Linked DNA regions of Zea mays: region 1 is linked to region 2. A link is a contact called in public Hi-C data. All regions are on one chromosome and are shown on one strand. The core of a region is the stretch at or near the end of the contact, and the rest is flanking DNA. Distances in the headings are between cores, read along the strand shown.

The links. Hi-C and Micro-C count contacts between places; a contact is called where the count stands out from the background.
Region 1: a contact with region 2 is called in a Hi-C map of ear, with 3 times the contacts expected there. The contact joins the promoter of LOC100194375 here to the promoter of LOC103643739 in region 2. A contact is called at or near these places in 2 of 25 Hi-C or Micro-C datasets (ear and tassel).

What each region holds. Positions count from the first base shown.
Region 1 is chr1:261,719,450-261,722,867 of Zm-B73-REFERENCE-NAM-5.0, forward strand. LOC100194375 reads left to right here and starts at 1,302. Exons shown (of 13, transcript NM_001139410.1): 1 at 1,302-1,473; 2 at 1,581-1,676; 3 at 1,780-1,857. The coding sequence starts at 1,408.
Region 2 is chr1:261,561,226-261,564,753 of Zm-B73-REFERENCE-NAM-5.0, forward strand. It overlaps LOC103643739 (protein ENDOSPERM DEFECTIVE 1), which reads left to right and starts at 1,794. Exons shown (of 6, transcript XM_008666914.3): 1 at 1,794-2,365; 2 at 2,475-2,594. The coding sequence starts at 1,913.

The DNA of each region.
Region 1 (3,418 bases), core at 52-2,551, 160 kb after region 2:
ATGATGATACTACAAGGAGAACATAGTATCCATCATGAGTTGGATCCAATTCAATTAGCTTATTACCAACAGTAACACTCAAGTCTACAAGGCCATGTCTCTTGCAAGCTGACAGTATTGTACCCCAGAAAACTAGGTCAGGTGGGGTGCTCATCCCTTCGATCAATTCAACAGCAACCTGAACAAGACCAGCATGACTTAGAAGATCAACCTTGCATCCGTAATTCTCCATCTCTGACTCAATGCCATATTTCTCTGCCATCAGCTTGAAATATCGTCGCCCTTCATCAACAAGGCTAGTACGGCGCTGGCATTCAGCACCTCACAAATGTGATGCTTGTCAGGCAGAACCCCTCATTGACAAACTTCTCAAAGAGCTGGACTGCGACATGCCCCAATCCATGGGTAGCAAGACCGCAGATCATGGAGTTCCAAGCAAACACATCCCTCATGGACATGGCATCAAGAACTTCATCCGCCGCTGCCACACCTCCACACTTACAAATTAGAATACACATCAATCCGTACAACACACCTAACTTCGCATTCACTCTTAATTGCAGCCAGCACGACTACATGCTTTCTCATTACTAATCCATAGAGGAAAGGAGTGCTTTCAAGTAAAGACTGATATATTTTGCTATACAGACTTTATATCAGTTTATCGTTCCGTATTTATGTTTTATACTATTTTTAACTTATATAGAAACACATTGACACATACCTAGTACATATATACAAACTTAGCAAATAATCTATTTGTAGAGTGAAGTTTAAAATAAAGAATATGAAAGGGGATAAATATAAGATTGGAGGCAGGTTTAGGTCCCGTTTGGTTCCATTAGTCTTAGGACTAAAGTTTAATCCAGAGACTAAACTTTAGTACCTACTCTGTTTGGTTGTAGGGACTAAATAAATTCTAAATACATTAAATACAACACATAGAAACCAAAATACATCTTTTCTTGTTTCACACCATTTTTTAGGCAAAAGCAATTGGAGTAAATGTTTCCATTTAGTCCCTTTTAGCATCTATGTGACGGACTAGAGACTAAAATCAGTTAGTCTCTATTTTAGTCCTTTCGTTTGATAAAATAGAGACTAAACGAAACTAAAAACCAAGAATTAAAGATTAATCCCTCTAACAAACAGGGCCTTACAACGTAGCCCCAATGGCGCCAATGGCCAAGTTCGTTGCATCGTAGGAAAGCCCGGTCCGACGGTAAGGAAAAGGCCCAGTTTGGCAATTGGAGCCCTAAAGCCTGCAGAGTCCCCCCCTCTCCCAGTCCGGTACTCCCCAAGTCCCCATCGGGCATCGGCGCTGCCACGCCACGGCCGACGCTTGAGACGCTCCCCGCCGCCTGCCAGGCCGCCACCGCGCGTGACTTCGCCTCATCCTCTCCGGAGATGGACTTCCAGGTCGTCGTCCTCGCCGGAGGCACCTCCGAGAAACTCTCGCCCCTCGTTTCCAAGGTGGTACCCCCCCCCCCCCCCCCCCCCCAAATCTCACCTCACCCCTTGCTTGTCCCGCGTCTTAACATGTAGTCCTGTACCTAAGCTTCCTCCTCGTCGCTGCGCAGGACGTTCCCAAGGCGTTGCTCCCGGTCGCCAATCGCCCCGTACTCTCTTACGCGCTGGACCTCCTTGAGGCCAGCGACCTCAAGGACCTCATCGTGGTGAGCTCATCGCTCTTCTGCTTCTCTTCCTCCTATCAGGGCTGTGGCCCCAACTTCCCAAGGCACGAGCAGGATATTGTTTAGCTGATGCGGTGTGATGCAGGTGGTTGAGGGGCAGGAGGCAGCGCAGCTTGTCGACGCTTGGGTATCCAGTGCGTACCTGGATCGGCTTCGAGTGGAGGTGAGTTTGGTTCTGACTGTTACTTGGAAAATTGCCTTTGTGTTAGTGCTAAGAGTGATATGAAATTGGAGCTGAGAAGATCGTACAAGCATATACCTTTGTTTTAAGGATGCATGCAGATAAATTAGTTGGATGACAGAACCAAACAAACCTTTAGAAGTAGATATTAGGTGAATGTTTTAGTTCTTAGATTAGATTCTCGTTCATGTGGATTTTGAGTTAGTTTGACTAGGCAATTAGACATCCATCTACTAGCATTGTTATTGGGACTTCATGATTTTTTGTGGAAAAAATTCTCGTGTCGAGTGGATTTTCATTTAAACAAACTGATCTTGAAGAGTGGATATGCTATCATACCTGATACCTGTTTGTCTGAGTTGTTGAGGTGCTGATATTACGACTATTGAAGGCTAATCAGTGTTTGAGAGGCTGCCACTTAGGTGTTGCTTGGCCTCCCCTACTGACCTTTTTGAGCGTGCTCCTATACTTTTTTCTTGCTACAACTTCCTTTCATGCTAGTTAGCCACCTAAGTGGAGATGAGGCACTAGGCAGCAGCCAATCACTCACCGAGTTTTGAATCGAATGCCTTCTATGACACATATGCTAATTTATTTATGATTTATGAATGTAGCATAACATAAACAAATCCTTTAGTTCTAAATAAAAATTTGATTTCAAGTATGTTCCCTCTATAGCTCAGTACCATTTCATGGTTGTAAATTGTTATTGAAACAAGAGTATATTCTAACTGTGATCTCCCATTTTTGCTCTTTATTGTGTTTAAAGTTGGAGTTAAGCTGGCTACTAGTTTGATTTTTACATGATTTATATTATTTTTACCAATGTTTGAATGTACCAAAACAATATACCCAAAGTTGACATGGGAAAGAATGGAATGTACCCAAAGATTTAGCCTTGAATAGGAGTGCGGGGAAAATGGCTATCCATGTGCCCAAACCTTGACTTGTGGGTTTTGTTGGGGTTTAACTCTTGCTTACCCCTACTTGCTTGGGACTAAAAGGCTTTGTTGTTGTTAGCAATGTTTGAATGTAATCTTCGTTGTTTTTTGAACACTTCGATGAAGTGAGAATGTGAAGCTTGCGGACTATGGGCCTGTTTGGTTCGTGCCTAACTGTGTCACATTTTGCCTAAGGTTAGTCGTCCGAATTGAAGAACTAACCTTATGCAGAAAAGTTAGGCAGCAAACCAAACATGCCCTATATGTCAATCCAAACATAACTCCATTAAACTTTAAATTTCTCGTGAGCATGCCTTTCTTCTATCTTATTTCCTTTTTCATCAATTCTAATCATTAAGCTCATGGATGTTTCTGTTCATGATATGTATAGAGTCAGTATAATATATGATTCTATTTCTAGTAACTTTATAACTTCTTGAGTTCATTCCTGTTTTTATGAAGTTTTCTCCTAATTCTTTGTTTTGTATGATTGAGATTTGTTTATTTATGGTATGCTACAAGCTCAATCTCATTGACAAACAATTGAATGACTGTAGGGGGAGGAACATTATTTCATTTTGTTTGCAGAAGTAACTCTTTTT
Region 2 (3,528 bases), core at 544-3,043:
CGCCCTGATAAGAAGAGAACAAGTTGATGTCAGAACACACATGAACATTAGCACCAGTATCAAGCCACCAGCTAGGTGATTGAAATACTGAGAAGATGAAAGGTAAATTACCATACCCTTTGTCTTCCTCATTGCTAGCGACCACTGTGTTGACATTGCCCTTTTTGCCACGGCGATCCGCTCGATCGGGACAATCCTTGGCAAAATGACCCGCCTCGCCACATGCGAAACATGTCAATTCAGCCTTGTTCTTCTTCTTCTTGAAGTTGGTAGTTTTGTTGGGCTTGTTAGATTTTGGCTTTCCTTTGCCCTTGTTGTGGTTCTTCTGAACCATGTTGGCGCTGGAGTGGCCCTCGCCTCCTTTAGATCCCGTGTCCTTAGCCCGAGCTTTCTCCTCAACATCCAGAGACGCTATCAGATTTTCAACTGATATCTCCTGTCTCTTATGTTTCAGAGCTGTGGCGAAGTTCCTCCATGTAGAAGGCAACTTTGCAATAATGCATCCGGCCACAAATCGGTCAGGAAGGACTATCTTAAGGTGGTCGAGCTCCTTGGCTATACACTGTATTTCATGAGCTTGCTCTACAATAGAGCGATTATCAACCATCTTATAATCATGAAAGCTCTCCATGATATACAGGTCACTGCCAGCATCTGATGCACCATACTTAGTAGTAAGTGCATCCCACAACTGTTTCCCGTCTGTGTACTGCATATTCGCATCAACCAGACGGTCAACAAGGGCGCTAAGAACGGCTCCCGTGAACATAGTATTGGCATGGTCGTACTCTTTCTCCTGTTCAGGAGTCAGTGGACCCTCAGGTCTGCCTTTACTAACATGGAAGACATTCATAGCAGTAAGCCAGAGCGTGGCCTTGACTTGCCATCTCTTAAAGTGCATACCATTAAACTTTTCTGGCTTCAGCGCGTCGGCAAAAGCAGCCATAGAAAAACTAGGAAATTATCTACAATAAGGTTTTTGGATTGTTGAATAATTAGACAAATTCCAAATTAAATTCCGAATATAAATCATGACCAAATCAGAAGAACTGAAACAAAAGCCAAATCAGATGATGCGTACTGATTAGACTTACTGATTGTTGGCGCGCGCCAGGATCAGCTGGGTCGACGATGTCAGAAGATCACGAGCAGTCGCGTGAAGACGCTTCCCAAAAACCTTATTCGCCCTCTCCCGGTGCAGGATCTAGAAGACGAAGGGTTCCGGAGACCTGCTCTCCTGATCGCAGATGCACCTCTGCGGTCGGGACGAAGGGAACTAAAAGGTGGCTCAGCTATGAAGAGAGGCGAAAGCGAACTGGGATCTGGGGATGAATTGGAGGCTGGCTGCCGGGCTCCTTTTATAGGGCCGAGTCCGCGACCCCCGTGCTTATCCACCCACGAAAATCTCGCAATCAGTTGAGATTTTGTAGCGATCGGTTAGGATAAACGTAACAGCCAAGAAACCAAAAAATCAAACGGCAAAAGGTAGCCGCGCCCCCGCAAGGCGAGGGGCCGGATTTCGGCGGACCATTCACGCGCATGTCGTGCGCCCGCGCCCTTCGCCCCGCCCCGGCCCGGCCAGGCGAGCGAGCGCGCGCGCGCGTGTGGCTCTCCACACTCTCTCCTCTCATCCATGACTTGGTGAGTGAGTGTGGCTTCCATATTTAAGTTAGCTCTACTCCACAAGAGCTAGCAATATGGTGCTATTGGTTCCACCTATCCCTTTGCCATCCACTTATATGGGCTTTTGAGATTTTCCTGGGATTTATTTGAATAACTTAATTGGGCCAAGCCCATAAATCCTAACACCTTCGCCGCCACCCCCAGTCCGAGACCGAGGCGAATCCTCTGCCCGTCGTCCAGAGCCTCTTCTAACACCACCACGACGGCGCACGAACACCCTAGGGGCTGTATGCGGCCATCGACACGAGTGCGCACCAGCTTCACCATCTATAGCGCTTCGCATGAGACCTCGGCCGCAGCCATCGACTCCCGGCCAGCAGCTTCCTGCCCTCGACACGTCCCGTTCCCTGAGCTTAGGACATCACCGCCATGGACAAGGACAACAGAGGGGCCCGGCAGACCGCCAAACCCATTCTGCTTTCAGGCCCTAGCCTCGGCGCTGCCAGATCGTCAAGCAAAAACACCACCACCAGCTGCAGTGAAGCCGGCGCCGGTGCCTGTGCCTGCACGGAAGAAGGTACTGGCTAAGAAGGGAGCAGCGGCGGCGATGGGAGGTAGCAAAGATGCGGGGAAGCAGGAGGATGTGCACAGGTTGCGGATTCTGGACAATTGCTACATGCAGTATAGATTTTTGAATGCCCATGCAGAGGCTGCGGCGATAGCCAAGAAAGATGTTGCTGAGGTTTGAACTATTTAATATCTAACTAGTTCCGCTTTCACTATTTCACTTTTATTGCAAGGTCGAGTTGCAGTGATCATGTCATTTTATTTGTCATTTGATATATATACAGAAAACAATATATGGACTCTCGGAGAGGATTGCTAATATGCAGAAATATGTTGCACAAAAGAAGGCTGAACTGGAGTGTCTAAAGAGGATGGAGAAGGTGCACTTTGTTGTTGATAGTCAGGTATGACAGTGTTGTGTTCATATGTTTTTTTTTGAAAAAACCCACATGCTTGTTCAAAACCTGGAAGTATTTTGATTTACCTCATCATGGAGGAGAAGACATGCAATGGACTTTTGTTTTTCAGAATACAGAGTTAGTCACACACGTTTGTCTAGAACATATGGTTTAAACTTTAAAATCCATGCTTAGCATAAATGTGATCCAAACCAACTAATATTACTGAGAACTTTAAATCATTTTTTGTTGAGTCTAGAGGGACAGCATGCACTCATATAGTCATATCCCTAGTTAATCACAGCTTCCTCAAGTCATGTAACACCTTACTTTCTCCAAATTCAAGGATCGTAAGTAAAATTGTTGTGGTTTGGATCAGCAGTTGCACATGAGGCAAGCACACTGTGGGCCTTGCACACCAGGAACATAGCTAGAGGGTTTGCTGAGGAGATAATATGTTGATATTTGCTTTTTGGTTGGCAGGGCTTTGGTTTACTTGATTCTTTGGGATCAAGATGGTTAGATGTTGAACTTGTTTTCTTATACCTTATGCGCTTGTGAGATAAAGCAAGAATGAACAAAATTTTATAGTTTCTCCCTTGTTTTTTTTATTCTATTCTATCGAAAGTCGCACTTTATTATCTATATCAGCATTTATAGGAACTTGGCCGATACGGAACAAGATTCCCACGAGTCTGTCTACTGCCAATATTCTTACTATCAACTGCATATGTAATCGATAAACCTATATGCATCTATCACTGACTGTAAAGTAAAAGTTAAATCTAAACTAAAACTTACTTTTAACGGCTAGTTTCATGCCATAAAATTGACATCAATGTCTTCTGGAAGGCTATAAATTGAAGACTTCTGCATTTAAGTGGTAAAACATCTTAATTTGTCATAGCATATTAAGTTAATAACTTGTCCTTTCTAAACC